3 separate regions of the Mus musculus genome follow, and all the other regions are linked to region 1. Evidence: chromatin contacts called from public HiCAR-type and HiChIP or PLAC-seq data. All regions are on one chromosome and are shown on one strand. Each heading gives the region's core, a stretch centred on a gene start, on an enhancer-like site or on the middle of the called end of the contact. The rest is flanking DNA. Distances are from core to core; before and after follow the strand shown. Region 1 has its middle 17 kb from the start of Gm39458. Region 2 has its middle 12 kb from the start of Trak1. Region 3 has its middle 29 kb from the start of Trak1.

The links. HiCAR-type assays count read pairs that join an accessible place to other places. HiChIP or PLAC-seq counts read pairs in DNA pulled down with a chosen protein or histone mark.
Region 2: a contact with region 1 is called in a HiCAR-type map of astrocytes, with 2.4 times the contacts expected there. The contact joins two enhancer-like sites. A contact is called at or near these places in 5 of 115 datasets of contacts at active chromatin or transcription factors (astrocytes, bone marrow-derived macrophages and embryonic stem cells).
Region 3: a FOXA1 HiChIP or PLAC-seq map of pancreatic cancer cells shows a contact between it and region 1. The contact joins two enhancer-like sites. A contact is called at or near these places in 1 of 484 Hi-C or Micro-C datasets (embryonic stem cells) and 2 of 115 datasets of contacts at active chromatin or transcription factors (embryonic stem cells and pancreatic cancer cells).

What each region holds. Positions count from the first base shown.
Region 1 is chr9:120,689,609-120,694,346 of GRCm38.p6, forward strand. No RefSeq gene overlaps it. Among named protein-coding and RNA genes, the nearest start is that of Gm39458, 17 kb to the left of the region's middle. Within about 2 kb of position 2,248, at least 179 of the 459 cell types and tissues checked have an H3K27ac peak or open chromatin away from gene starts, as enhancers often do. A contact at or near this core is called in astrocytes, bone marrow-derived macrophages, embryonic stem cells and 1 more, where this site is marked.
Region 2 is chr9:121,352,379-121,357,116 of GRCm38.p6, forward strand. It overlaps a transcript of Trak1 not described here. Among named protein-coding and RNA genes, the nearest start is that of Trak1, 12 kb to the right of the region's middle. Within about 2 kb of position 2,828, at least 74 of the 459 cell types and tissues checked have an H3K27ac peak or open chromatin away from gene starts, as enhancers often do. A contact at or near this core is called in astrocytes and bone marrow-derived macrophages, where this site is marked.
Region 3 is chr9:121,335,647-121,340,384 of GRCm38.p6, forward strand. It overlaps a transcript of Trak1 not described here. Among named protein-coding and RNA genes, the nearest start is that of Trak1, 29 kb to the right of the region's middle. Within about 2 kb of position 2,230, at least 106 of the 459 cell types and tissues checked have an H3K27ac peak or open chromatin away from gene starts, as enhancers often do. A contact at or near this core is called in embryonic stem cells and pancreatic cancer cells, where this site is marked.

The sequences.
Region 1 (4,738 bases), core at 998-3,497:
TGTCACATGGATGTCAGGGTTTGGCCAGAATCTCAAGCATATATGTGACAGGCTAGGGCTTTATGGATGGTCGTCAGAGGGCGGATGAGAGATAGGATGGTTTCTCCTGACTTTAGAGAGAGCTGAGGGAAGAGAAAAATCCTTTTGTTTCAGAGGTAAGTCTCTTACCTTTGTGCCAGACTGTATCCAGCAGGTTATGTGGAGGCAGTGCAGTGATGGGGAGGGGCAGGGAGCTGACTTTCTCAGCAATGGTAGAGGGAGCTGGCACACTGTCTCCACAGTCGCAGGCAAGTGAAGCAACTCAGGGAGACATTCACCAGCAGGGCGAGGTCACACAGAGGCGAGAGCCCAGGCATCTGTGGCCAAACTGATTCCCAGCCAGCTTTTCTGAAGACCCCAACCACCACTGCACAGATGCTGAAGGCCCCAACCACCACTACACAGATGCTGAAGGCCCCAACCACCACTGCACAGATGCTGAAGGCCCCAACCACCACTACACAGATGCTGAAGGCAGAGGAAGCCGCTCCACTACCTCTGCTCTCCGCAACCCCACTGACCGGTTCATGCCTGCTCCTGAGAGCTCAAGACTGAGGGGAGAGCCAGGAGGGACAAGAAACTCTACAGTGTCATTAGGATCTGGATTGTGGCCAGAGCTCAAGATCCTAAATTAACCCTAGAACGACCGTAGCCCTCATAGGAACTGGGCAATGGCGCTCAGTGGAACTTACTTTATGGTAGAGAAACAAGGGGTTTCCTTGCTGTTCCTGGTAGGCTGTGGTCACTGAAATCCCAAACTGTAAACATTCCTGACCACACAGGCAGCTTTGAGAACCACAAACTGTGTCTGAAGAAGCGAGCCACAGGTAGAAGGCCTCCAAGGACAAGCAGGTAGCAAGAAGCCACGGTCAGTGAGCCATGATGGCCCCACACCTTGGCTGCCCAGAGGCAGCTCCTCTCTCTCGTCTGCAGAGGAAGCTCCAGTTTCACAGAAACACCCGATGCTTACACCTGATCTCACACTGGGAATTTACAGTAGTGAATAGGGGAATGAGTAGGGGAGAGTTTGCATTTGAATCTGTTAGGGCTAGGTTGGGGTGAGATTTACAGCTAGGTCTCTTAAGAGAGGGCTTGGTTACATCTGCATCTCAAACAACAGCGTGGGAATTAGGTCCAGGTCTCTTAACACTTGGTGGTGGGGTGTGGGGGGAGGTGGTGGTGTTACATCTGGGTCTTGAACACTGAGGGTTGACGTCCAGATCTCAAACTCTGGGGACTCACTTCTGAGGCTCCTCTCCATCCAAATCAGCATCCAGTGTGGTACCTAGCTGCTCTAGCCACCAGGAACATCCTCCACCCAGGCTTCCTCCATCCTCCTGGCTCCCTCTCCGGTTCCTCCCTGTGGCTTCAGAGGAAGCAGAGCAGCTGAACACACACACACACAGCTCAGCACCATCTGGGACGGGGAACCCCTGCGATACAGGGGTGGTGTGGGGACAACTGCGTGGTGGGGGAAGTGCCTGGTCCGCTTAGAGGCCCACTCTCCCTTTAAAGGATACACAAAGCCCCCGCCGCCCCCTCACGCCAGGGTCTGGGTTGAGTTTTTCCTTGACAGAGCCCATCCCTTTGAGGCTGGCTGGCTGAGCAGTGTTGACACAGCCGTCTCTGGATGCGTTCCGGGAAAGCAGGCCTGAGCATGTGAGACGAATTTTCTCTGCACTGTGCGGTTTCCAATGTGTCAGAAAAACAAACTAGGAGAAGTCTACTTGGATCGTGTGAGTGTGTGGACCCCTCCTCCCCGCTTCATTCCTCCCATAGTGGAAAAAAAAAAAAAAAACTAAAAGGCTGCCTTCCAGCGTCTGGTTCCTGACTCTGGAGGGATGGTGTACAAGCGGAGGACTTCCAAGCCACACAATGCGGGTCCATGTGACGCTTCTGTGTTCGTGTGGAGGGTGGAGGCTACCTCTACATCAGGGCATGGAGGCCGGATCAGCCTCATGCCCTTTTGCTTCCAGGCCCTTGACTGCCCCTCCTCCACCCAAACCTCCAGTCCTCGTTCCCAAAATAATTGGCCACAGGAAACTGCACTGAGGAGGAGCCTCTGCAGTGAATTACTTCCCGGCACCCTGCCGGGATGCAGAAGGCTGGCTGTCCCGGCTGCAAGTCACTAGCTGGGGCCATGCAGGGGGCGGGGCCTGGGACGGGGGCGGCATCTACACACACTGCTCTTCACTTCCCTCCAGCGGTTCCTGTAGAAGCAGGCAGTAGTAGAGGCTTGGCCCTTCTGTGCCTTCTCCATGCTCGGGAGAGATGCTCACTGGGGACCCAGCCTTGAAGTTTGCAGCCAGTGGGGATTCCTGGTTCCTCGCGCGCGCACACACACCACACACACACACACACACACACACACACACACACACACACACACACACGCTTGCGTGCACGTCTGTGCTCAGCGCTTTCATCTTTGTACTCAGTCAGGGATCCCAGTACCACCCACGTTTAGGCTGGGTAGTACCACCTCAAGTAAATAATCTAGAAACTTCTTCACAGAAGTTCAGAGGGGTTTGTCTGAAGGTGGTTCTTGACGCCATCAGGCTGGCAGGCTGTGTGAGCCACAGCACACCCTCAGGTTGCTTCCTGCCACAGTAGCGAGAAGAGTAACAAAACAGCCTACTTTCTCAGAAGCGAGAGAGCCATCTGCCCACAGAGCAATAGATTCACTCCCCTCCTGGGTAGAGGGATGCTTTACTGATGCAAAGAGGAAAAGTGGGGACGGTCACCACAGGCGCAGGCCAGCTGGTGCCTCTCACATCCTTAGCTCTGTGGCAGAGGCCACAGGCGGAACACAGAGGTTGATTTTGAAGGCGAGAGCCGAGACATAGCTCCAGATTCTCCCTCAAATCTGTGTCTGAGACATTCTTGTTCCTCGGAGTTCCTAGGCCCCTTCGCTTGGGGGCTATCCCAGACATGCTTTACATGTCACCCTTCTGAAGGGCCGTGGGCATTTATGTTTGTTTTCATTGAGTGTGTACTTTGTCCAGGTATGGGGTCAGACACTTGCAGTCTTGTTGGCTTCAACTCTACAACAATCAGCTAACTTTTTTTTTATTCCTTTCTATCTAATGCAGATCTCCACGGATTTGCATGTAAATAAGCAATTATGTATGCGTGTGACTGTAGATAGATGAATATTCATAGATAGGAAAATACTCCATCTCTAGACTGTACCAACTCTGTATATGGTACCAGCAGAAACACGCACGCATTCTCCAGAATACAACCTTCCCTGCTTTCTCACGAGTAAGATGATATTGGAGACTTGTGGTCAGAACAGCACACACTCCATTTATAAACAGGTTAGCCCTAGGCAGCTAGAGCCGCAAGGACACTCTGGGAAACAGCATGCACGGCTATATCTGCACACGCAGGAGAGTTGCCTGGAAAGCTGTGGAGCCCTGTCTGCTGGGGCCCAGCTTCAGTTTCTGATTCAGTCAGTATGTAGTGGCGGACCTTGATAGCTTCCATTTCTGTGAGTTCCCAAGTGAGGCTGCTGCTGTCTTGGGAACAACTGTGAAGGGTCCCAACCAACCAACACAAGAAGTTGGACTTCCTCTACCAACTCCACCTCTCATCGGCCGAAAGCTGTTGGCTCCATTTCTTGTTCCTAGATGCCAGCCGTGTGAGGTTCTGCAGAGAGTAAGCTGGCATTCACACAATGGCAAGCCTGTGCTGTCAGGGCAGGTGGGAGCGAACTGTGGATACCCAAACCCCTGAAGAAATGTTGCATCCTTCATACCAACAAGAGAGAGAGACTTAAAACACAGCAGCACAGGAAAGAAAACGGCAAGAATCTCAGTTGCTTTTGCACTCACAACTCAGATGGTTCTCCTCCCCTCTCTGAGTGCCCTGCACTCTGTCAACTTCACCCAGATCTCTCTAAGAGGCCCTTAGTTGTTGCTCTTGATTAAAAGTGCTGACTCTTCACCTGGACCAAAAGGGCGGAGCCTGCCATCTCTGCCTTCATTCCCTGTCTGTGTCCCTGGCTTTGGTTCAGAGCTCTGCCTGACTCAGCACAGGAATGCCTGTGTCTGCCTACCTAGCATAGTTCAGCCTGCTTCCAGGACTAAAAAACAAGGATAAGTCACTGTCCTAACCTGGATCTATATCTACCCTGGATTCTAAGAACAGAAACCCCAGGAGAAGGCAGCTATCCAGGAGTCAAAGCCAAGGCCACACCCTGGATGATCATCTTCTAGAGCCACAGCTGGCATGGTGATCATCAGGGTCACGCCTGGCCCAGGGCTACACACCTTTTCTCCTCTTCTTCCTCTACTTAAAGCTCATGTCACCCTAAAGACGGAATTGGGGTGATCTCAAAGAAGGACTTGGAGTCACCCCAAAGATAGGCCTGGGGTCACCCCAAAGAAGGACCTGGGTCACCCCAAAGAAGGGCCTGGGGTCACTCTAAAGAAGGACCTGGAGTCACCCCAAAGAAGGACCTAGAATCTCCCCAAAGAAGGACTTGGGTTCTCCCCAAAGATGGACCTGGAGTCAACCCAAAGATGAACCTGGAGTCAACCCAAAGAAGGACTTGGGGTGACCCCAAGGATGGGCCTGGAGTCACCCCAAAGATGGACCTGGAGTCAACCCAAAGAAGGACCTGGGGTGACCACAAAGATGGACCTGGGGTCCACTGGACCTTTGTATCTGTTCTCCCTATTCATTCACATTGCTC
Region 2 (4,738 bases), core at 1,578-4,077, 660 kb after region 1:
TGTGCGTCCCGTGCCCTCGGAGAGGAGCCCTGCTCACGGCCAGGTTGTTGGGATGGTGTGGGTGTAGACAAGTCAGGTGACTCAGCAGGAGAGAGGAATGGGCTGAAGTGTGGGGTTGGAAGCTGCCAATAATAAGGAAGGGTCACAGAGGCCGCCGCGTGGGGCTCTGTGGGCGGGGATAGTGGTGATGTAACTCTGCCTGGCAGATGGTGAGTTACACCATTTAGGTTTTACTAAGTGTTAGTTCTTTGAGATTTTCATGCAGCCTGTTGTGATCACAGTGACCCTTCCTAGCCCACCCAACTTGATGCTTTTTTTATAAAAACCTTCAAGATTACTTTGTGCTACCCAACCAGCTGAGGTGTGTGGTCTTCCATTGGGCACATAGTCAACTTAACAAGAGCGAAACAATTAGAGAAACCTATCCCCCCCAACTCCCAGCAGCTAGCAGTTGCTAATAGCTCTGTGGCTAAGGGGTGGGATCATGTGCCCGACTCCCCTCTCCGTGCTGGGATGTTGTCCGGCTTGGACTTGTGTAGGTTTGTACATGTTTCTTCCACTGCCGTGAGCTCACAAGTCCATTTGCATGCCGTATCCGGAGACTGACTTGTAGCCACACTGCTTTTGGCTGGCACATTCTTCCAGCTCCCCAGCGACCCTACGCCTTGGATACTGGGGTATGTGTGCCATATATGTGTTCTCTTAGGGCTGAGCTCTCAACAGTCTCTTATTCTCTGGGTAGTTGTGTCCCTGTGTTAATCCCTGCCTGCTGCAGATAGAAGCATCTCAGATGAGGGTTGAGAGAGGCTCTGACCTGGTGGTGCGTGTGGCGAAGTTCTGCATCTTCTAATGCAGATAGACACACCATGCCCTGCAATGGGTTGTGAGCTGTGATTTCACACTGAGCCCGTGTTTGACATCTGTTCTTGGTGACCCAGTTTCTCTGTGTTGCTATCGTAAGGCACAGGAATGAGGGGGACAAGTTGTGTTGTGTGGCCCGACTGTGTCTTATTTAATTGACATCTGTAATAGATAACAGGTTTCTCTGTCTTCATATGTGCTTCGAGGAAAGTTAGGTCTTAGAACGAACTTCTGCTTTTCCTTAGAGAACAACTAGCTGTGGAATTACTTTTAAATTTTGTAAGACTTATTTTATGTATATGAGTGCTTTGTTTGTATGTATGTATGTATGTATGTATGTGTGTTTGTATATTGTGTGTGTGCATGTGTGCATATGCATGTGTGCATGTGATGGCCTTGGAGATCAGAAGAGGGTCTCTTCACTGAGACTGGAGTTACAGGCAGTCACCTTTGTCTTAGTTAGGGTTTTACTGCTGTGAACAGACATCATGACCAAGGCTACTCTTTGGACAATGTTTAATTGGGGCTGGCTTACAGGTTCAGAGGTTCAGTCCATTATCATCAAGGTGGGAACATGACAGCATCCAGGCAGGCATGGAGTAGGAGGAGCTGAGAGTTCTACATCTTCATCTGAAGGCTGCTAGCAGAATACTGTCTTCCAGGCAGTTTAAATGAGGGTCTTAAAGTCCACACCCACAGTGACACACCTACTCCAACAAAAAAGGCCACACCTACTCCAATGGGGATACACCTTCTAATAGTACCACTCCCTGGACTGAACTTATACAAACTATCACACCCAGGTTCTCTGGAAGAGCAGCCAGTGCTCTTAACTGATGGAACTCTCTCTCTATCCCTTTGGGATTGCTTTGATCTAAGTTCCTGAACATCACTGAAGTGAGCAGCACAGGTCAGTTAGGAATGGAAAGATGCCAGGGTGACGGTTCTGATTATCATTGCCATTTTCCCGGTAACCTAAAGCCTGCTTGCTTATTTATTTATTTTCTTGTGTGTGCATCTATGTGTGGAGGGAGCATGCAGAGCATGTGACATGTGTGGAGCTCATAGACCAACTCGTGGGACTTGCTTCTCTTCTCCAATATAGTCCCAGGCCATGAGGCTCTGCCACAGGTCCTCTGTGAGCTGAGCCGTCTTGCCAGCCTATATAATTTTTCCTGGTAACTTCTGTCGTTGAATCAGCTTTAGCAACGTTTTATACTGTTTGCCTTTAGCTTTTGGGTGTGAGAAGATCATAATTTCCTTGCACGTGCTCACTTGAGAAAGCTGTTTTCCTCGTACAGTGGTTCTTTTTGTTGTCCCAGCATGTTCTGAAAAGCTAAGATCCTACACACACTGTAAGGAGGAATGAGATACTTGACGTTTCCTGGATACACCTCAGGCTATGGTTTTATTAGTGATTTTAAAAAAATTTACTAAGCACACATGCACACTTTTGTAGTACACATGTGCTGGTGCGCATGTGTGTGTCTTTGTGTGTAGTACACTCAGGACAACTTGGAGGAATCTCTTCTCTCCTTCTACCATATGGGTTCAAGGGATTGAACTCAGGTCTTCAGGCTTGGCAGCAAGCTCCTTTATCTGCCGAACCCTCTTGCCCTCCCTGGGCTATAGAACTTATGACTTCAAACCTCAGTTTTTCCCCCTACAGCCAATGGGAAGAGAATGAATGGGCTTGCCATCCTCTGGCTGCTGTGAATTAATTAGGGTTGGCAGTGCCCCCACCTGGCAGAACCCAGTCATGACATGATGCATGCAGCCTGTATGCCCTTTTTTGTTGGTAGGGCCCTTGTGTTGTTGTTGTTGTTGATAGTTTGAGTACATTAAAGGCTGCACCATGGACATCTGCTCCTACCCTCTCCTAGCCCCACCCCATGATCCTAGGTGTCCACCCTTTGGAGTTGATTCTTTTGTCCTGGGACTTGAGGCTAAGTAGCCACTGGGTGTGGTTGATGATTAACTTTAGGCCCATATTCAGAGGGCCGATGTGACACCCCCTCCCTGCCATGCCAGCCTCCCGTAGATCTTGGCCTGCATCCTCCCCAGGGATGCAGTGTCCCTTCCAAAAAATGATTCCTACTAGGTAGACTGCAGTATTCCGCAGCCCAGGTCCCTGAGCCCTTCTTGGGCAGAACTTTTGTTTTCAAGGTAAGGGCTTTCCAGCCTAGCATCTCAGGAATTCCATGAGCACTTTGCAGGGATCTGTGGACGAGGTAGTCATTCTTGCCATCTCCCTCCCAGCTCTGGCCAGCCTCCAGGTTCCTCCTCCAATCCTGGGATGTGAAGGGTTTAGGATGTGGCTTTCTGTACGCAGCTTGCAGTTGGGCCTGGCATAGTATCACTTTGCTGGGCCTTGTAAACCTCCTCCCTCCTGCTGCCTGCCAGGCTGGCCTTGTGCCCCTCGATTGGCAGGATTAAATGTCTGACGGCTACTCTTGTCCCCCACAGTGCCACCTTGCAAGAGAAGCCCCTCTGTGGGGTCCCCGAATGTAGTCTCTGCTGCCTGTGCCAGTCTGTGAGTGCTGACTCTTGGCGGTCAATGGCCAAAGTTTGAATCTCCTGCCTAGCTTCTAGGGGTCAGTGACACATGTCTGTCCTGGGCCAGGCACGCTTGCCTCACTAACCTTGCTAGGTGTTGGAAGGCTTGTGAAGGTTCCACTGCAGAAGAAAGAGGAGAAGCTGGCTGCCTCAGGCTCTGTGGCTGGATGGCCTCCCTGCAGGAGAGGGAGCTATTTATGGTGCTTTAAAAAATCTGCTGCTACAGCTAAAAGAGGGTTGGGACTGTTACGTAAGGCTGAGCTGCTCTGGGTCTGGTCTCATTTTCTCCCTAATTCTAGGAGACAGAGTCGAGGCTGGGCTGCCTCTCAGCTGCAACAGAATTATTCTTGGACATGGGGGTTGGTCATGTGACAGCGCCTCTCATTCATGAAACCTTGATGCATCAGTGGATCAGCCTTCCTTACTTTGCGGGCCTGTCCGGTGTCACCGTGTGTGTTGGGGACATTGCTTCTTTGCTACAGAAGGATCTAAAGGGGTCTGGCCTGGGTTGGATTGGGCCACAGTCATTCCTTTGTTATTCTTGAGTTTGGGGAACTTTCTTTTTATTTATTTGTTTGTTTGTTTGTTTGTTTGTTTGTTTTTTATTTATATTAGTATACTGCAGCTCTCTTCAGACACACCAGAAGAGGGCATTGGATCTCATTACAGATGGTTGTGAGCCACCATGTGGTTGTGGGAATTGAACTCAGGACCTCTGGCAGAGCAGTCAGCGCTCTTAACCATTGAGCCATCTCTTCAGCCCAGAACTTTCTTTAAGTGATGTTGGTTGTGTTATTATTGGGGGAGGTAGGCTCTCCAGAGCTAGAAGAAGGCATGGCTTTAAGGTGGCACTAAGGGCTGGGGAGGTGACCCAGCCAGCAAAGTGCATGCCATACACACTTGAGGACCAGAGTTTGATCACCAGAAACCAGGTACAAAAGCTGGGTATATATGGTGGCATGGTATTCCAGTCCCAACCCAGGGAGACGGAGACAGTAGACAGTGGGGCGGCCAGCCAGCCGCACCACAAGCTCCAAGTCGGTGAAAGAGACTCCATGTCAAGGAGGCAGGTGGCATTTCTCAGGACGACACCCAGAATTGACCCCTGACCTCCACATGTATGCACACATGTGTTTCTACACAAAACCATGTACACACACATGCATAATTTAAAAATAACTGCTTCGAGGTGCTGGGGAGCCCAGTAGTGTTCTCTGATTGTCATGAGGCCCTGAGTTCAGATTCACAGAGCCCATGTGAGAGCCAGCCACAGATGGATTCCTGGCAGTCTCTGGCTACCCAGTCTAGCTGCAATGATGAG
Region 3 (4,738 bases), core at 980-3,479, 650 kb after region 1:
ATGACTTGGCCACGTGAGCCCCAGGCCTTAGGCCCCAGGCAACTCTCCCCACCCATCCTAGCTCTGTTTTGCCAAAGGCTTTCCCTGGCCTTGCTGCATTGGTCTTTGTGAAAGCCAGGGTGTGTGTCTTTACTTATTGTTTCCTTTGACAATGCATTGGGGAAGGCAGCCGGCCCTGGGGATCCTGTCTGTCTCACCTTCTACTAAGAAGGCCTTGGCCTTGGGGCTGTGCCAAGGTCAAGGGTTCATGAGCTGGACGATCCTTTAGAGGAGGACACCCTCGGCCGCTGCTGTTTCGAGAAAGGATGAAAGGTGTAGGTTGACCTGAGAAATGGGAGCACAAAAGACGAGGGGTCTGGGCGCTTCATTCTGCTTTCAGAACACAGCCCATGTGGCTGTCCAAGTATGTGTAGCTGAGACTGTTTTCTTATTAAACGTCTCCCCTTTCTAACCCTGTTCTGTGATTACAGCCACCTTGTGCCTTTGCAATATGATACTTAGAGCAGCCCTGGCTTGAGGAGATTGGTATTAGAGCCTCCGGAAGCCACAAGGAACATCAGTGTAGTCCAAGCACACAAGGAGTCAAAGATGTGTAAAAATAATAGCAGACCCCTCTGGGAAGTGGGGTGCATTAGGGGTGTGGTGTCCAACCTGTGTTGGAATTTGGGTGAGGGCTGACTGTTTCAGCCTTCTCTGTGTGGTCCCAGGATCCTCAGCACCACCTCAAGAGACTGTCAGATTCTTGAGTTAGGCATGCAGCTCAGTTGGTAGAGCACCTGCCTGGCACGCATGAGGCCCCGGGTCAACAGTTCCATATAAACCAGATGAGGTATCCTAGTGCCTGTGATCCTGATGTCGGGTTATGGGGTGTCCCACATCCACTCCGCCACAGGGCTCGGGACATGGGTGGAGGTGGGACACAGGAGTTTTGATTGTGCTTACCCCACGCTGGCGCCGGGCGGGTGTCAGGCTATGGGAAGCTTCAGGACACCCCTTTTGGGGGTGGGGGAGCGCAGTCCAGGGGACAGCCGGAGCTGGCTAGGGGATCTCCGGGCCTGTGTGGAGGACTGGGCTGTCTGGTTCTCAGGCTCTTGGATATCCAAGCACCACTGGGAGCCACAGAAGAGCTGAGAACGGAGTGGGGTCCCAGGGGCTGGATCTAGCCTGGAGCTGAAGGGGAAAAGAGGGGAGAACTCCTTGCTAGGTCCTGCGGGGAGGAGAGAGCCCTTGGCTTGTTTGGCTTGGCTTGGTGGGGACGGAGGCTGGGAGCACTGAGAAACCTTCTGTGGGAGATTAGGCAGCCGGCTCTTTAGGCAAAGGCCTGTTCCATTGCTCCCCATGGTGGATCCTGATGAAAAAGAGTGTCCATGGTTTTAAGACATTCATTGTCAATGGTGGAAAGTGGATGACTGAAAACCATACCGTACTTCTCAGGGCGGGCCTGAGGTTAAATACCTTTTGCAGGGAGGAGTGTCTGGGAAGGGGAGTTTATTGGCTCCAGGCCTTTAGGTACCTCACTAAAATGGAGATCTGTCTTGAGGCTGTGTGACCACAAGTCAGTCACATCTTCTACCTGTGGAGGGGCTTGGGGCATTGCCCTTATGTGACTGAAGGACACCAATCTATGGAGGGCTGCGGCCTCATGTTAGGAGCCTAGTGTCCTGGAGTGCGTCCTAGTACCATCCCTACAGGGTCACCGGGATTTCAAGCCTGTGCTCGACCAGGAACCAGGCTGCCTTTCACGGACCAACAACATCCTGGCACTTGGGAGGTAGAGGCAAGAGGGCCAGAAGTTCAAGGTTACTTAGGGGTTTGAGACCAGCTTGAGCTACACGAGAAACTGTCAAAAACTAACACAAAGGAGTGTTTTGCCTTCACTCAAACTTCCTTGACCTGGGTAGGACTCAGCATCTGTGTTTTATAAGCCTCCTAGGGTGGTGTGTGTGTGTGTGTGTGTGTGTGTGTGTGTATGTGTATGTGTGTCCAGTGCTTACTTCCTGGCTTCCATGGACTTGAAGGTGGGTGCAGGGTGGAGCTTCTAGGGTAGGTGGGTTCTACTCAAGTCTGGAAGGAAGGTGTGGAGAACTCCCCTGAGGCCTCTCCAAGGCCGAGTTGCTCTTTCACAGTTGGCTCTGAGCCTGCAGATTCTTTCCTCCAAACAATGCCTGCTTCTCTGCATTCTTGTTCCCCGAGGCTGTGCTCAAACAATGGGGCTCTTTCTTCTCCATTGGAGTCTGCCCCGTGGGCCTTATGGGTGCTGTCTGCCTGATTTTATCTCATGTTGACTGTTATTATACTGTGATAGCCTGGCTGGGCTTTTCATTGTGGGGATAAAGGGAAACAATCTGTCTACCATCCCTAAGATTCACTCTGAGAGAATGCCAGGCCCAGAATAAGGGATGGGATTGGTGGTGTGGGTAGGATGTGTGTGTGTGTGGGTGTGTGGGTGTGTGTGGGTGTGTGTGTGTGTGTGTCCGTCCTGGAGCACACTGAAGTGGTGTGCTGCTATAGCAGTGATGGCAGGTGGCGTTTGCTCTGTACCAAGTACTGTGCTAAGCACTTTGGCATGATCGTGGGATAATTTAGTTTTAGTCCACCCTTTGACTAGAGAGTCTCAGTTTGATCCTTTGACTTATCTGGTGTCCCGGCCCAGGAAACTGAGGCAAGAAAGGGCAGGTGCACGCTGGATAGCAAGCAACTTCTATTTTATTCTAGCATCATGGGTAGCCATGGGTTATTGAGGAATAACCTGGCCCCTGTGTAGTTTGGATATAGGTTGATGTGCACGGGGTTGGGGTGGGGGTGTGTGGAGAGGTGGGGATGGGATATTTAAAGGTGTGGCCTATGGAATGTGTGAAAAGAACCCAGAGCAGCATTGTGGGACCCTTGAGCATTTTGGGTAGCCACAACATGTCCAATCTGGGACATAGAGCCTTGAGAACTGTGGCCCACAGGGAGCTTGTTTCTTTATAAGCTGCCCAGCCTCGAGTGTTTCATTGTGGTAACCAAATATGGACTAGTACCTCAGGCCACCTGCTGCCCGAGCCTGGGATTTCACAGACCTCACCTGCTTCCTGGCAGAAGAAATGTTCCACAGAAAAGTTGATCCCTAATTCATATGTGCACACGTGTGTGTAGAGACCATGTGTGCACATGTGTGTAGAGACCAGATCTCACCCTCAGCTGTTGTTCCTTGGTCCCTCTCTATCTTGTTTTGCAGAGAAGATCTCTCATTGGTCCAGAGCTCATCAAGCAGGCTGGACTGAGCTTCAGGGACTCACCATTCCTGGGCTCTCTCACCATGTGTGCCATGGTGTCTGGCTTTTTACATGGGCACTGGGGATTGAATTCAGGACCTTGCAAAGTGAGCCCTTTGCCAGCTGAGCTTCTCCAGCCTCCTTAGTATTTGTTTTTGTTTTTGTTTTTGTTTTTGTTTTTCTTTTTTTTTTTTTTTTGGGGTTTTTCGAGACAGGGTTTCTCTGTATAGCCCTGGCTGTCCTGGAACTCACTTTGTAGACCAGGCTGGCCTCGAACTCAGAAATCCACCTGCCTCTGCCTCCCAAGTGCTGGGATTAAAGGCGTGCGCCACCACGCCCGGCTTGCTTTTTTTTTTTTTTTAAATAAATTGACAAAATGACTTCCTAGTCTTTATTACTGCTGTACTTCTCAGTGTAGTTGAAAATGTTGAGTGTGTTATACGGCAGGAATTCTGTGTATTGTGGAAAGTGGAAACAGCGGGGGACATTTTATTCGCTTGAATAGATAAAGGTAAGTCAGCCAGAGATGAGTCATCCCAGGTTTGAGATTGATTATCGTCAGGAATCTCTCTGGACATTTGTTAATAATGTATCAGAGGTGAGCCCAGAACCAGAGACGCCGGGAACTTTCTTCAGATGATCTCACAGAAGGACAGATGATGAAGACCTCTTCCTCCTCCTCCTCCTCCTCCTCGTCTTCATGTGTGTCTGTGTGTATCTATCTCTGTCTGTCCCTGTCCCTCTCCTCTCCTCTCCTCTCCTCTCCTCTCCTCTCCTCTCCTCTCCTCTCCTCTCCTCTCCTCTCCTGTCCATCTCTTGTAACCACCCCAAACAAGCAGAATATACCCCAGGGAAACTGCCTAACTTTTCCCATAGGTGCAAGAAAAGTTTTGGAAGGAAAAAAGACAGTTTAATTGAGACATAGTTGCTGTACCGTGTAGTTCATTTGCTAGAGTACATCATTCAGGCTGTGTGGATGGACGGTCACTGGGTAAGATGCTTGCTGTGCAACTGTGAGGGTCTCAGCTTAGATCCTTGGATCACGTAAACTGACTCCTGAGATTGTCTTTTGACTCCAGATGCATGCTGGGACATGCTTACCTCGCCCCATGCACACATGAGTATGTGTGCATACACATCACATAGTGGAGAGATATTTCAAAAAGACGGATTTGGTGGCTTTTAGTCCATTCACAGAGATACTTCCTAGAGATGGAGTCGTGACATAGACCCTCCTGTAAGCCTGAGTTCTTGCTTAGTGTGGTGTTCTCAGGGTTGGTCCATGTTGTGGTGTGTGTGTGTGTGTGTGTGTGTGTGTCCATCATGTCTTTACAGAGGAGTATTCCACTGTGAGTGTGACATGGCATCTTTTAGCTGTTTCTCTTTTTTTGTCTACTGTGACAAGCTTTGTCTGACACATCTTCCTCTTGGAATGAGAGTATTTGTGGGGTGACCTCATTCTGCCCAGGCTTTGAAGAACT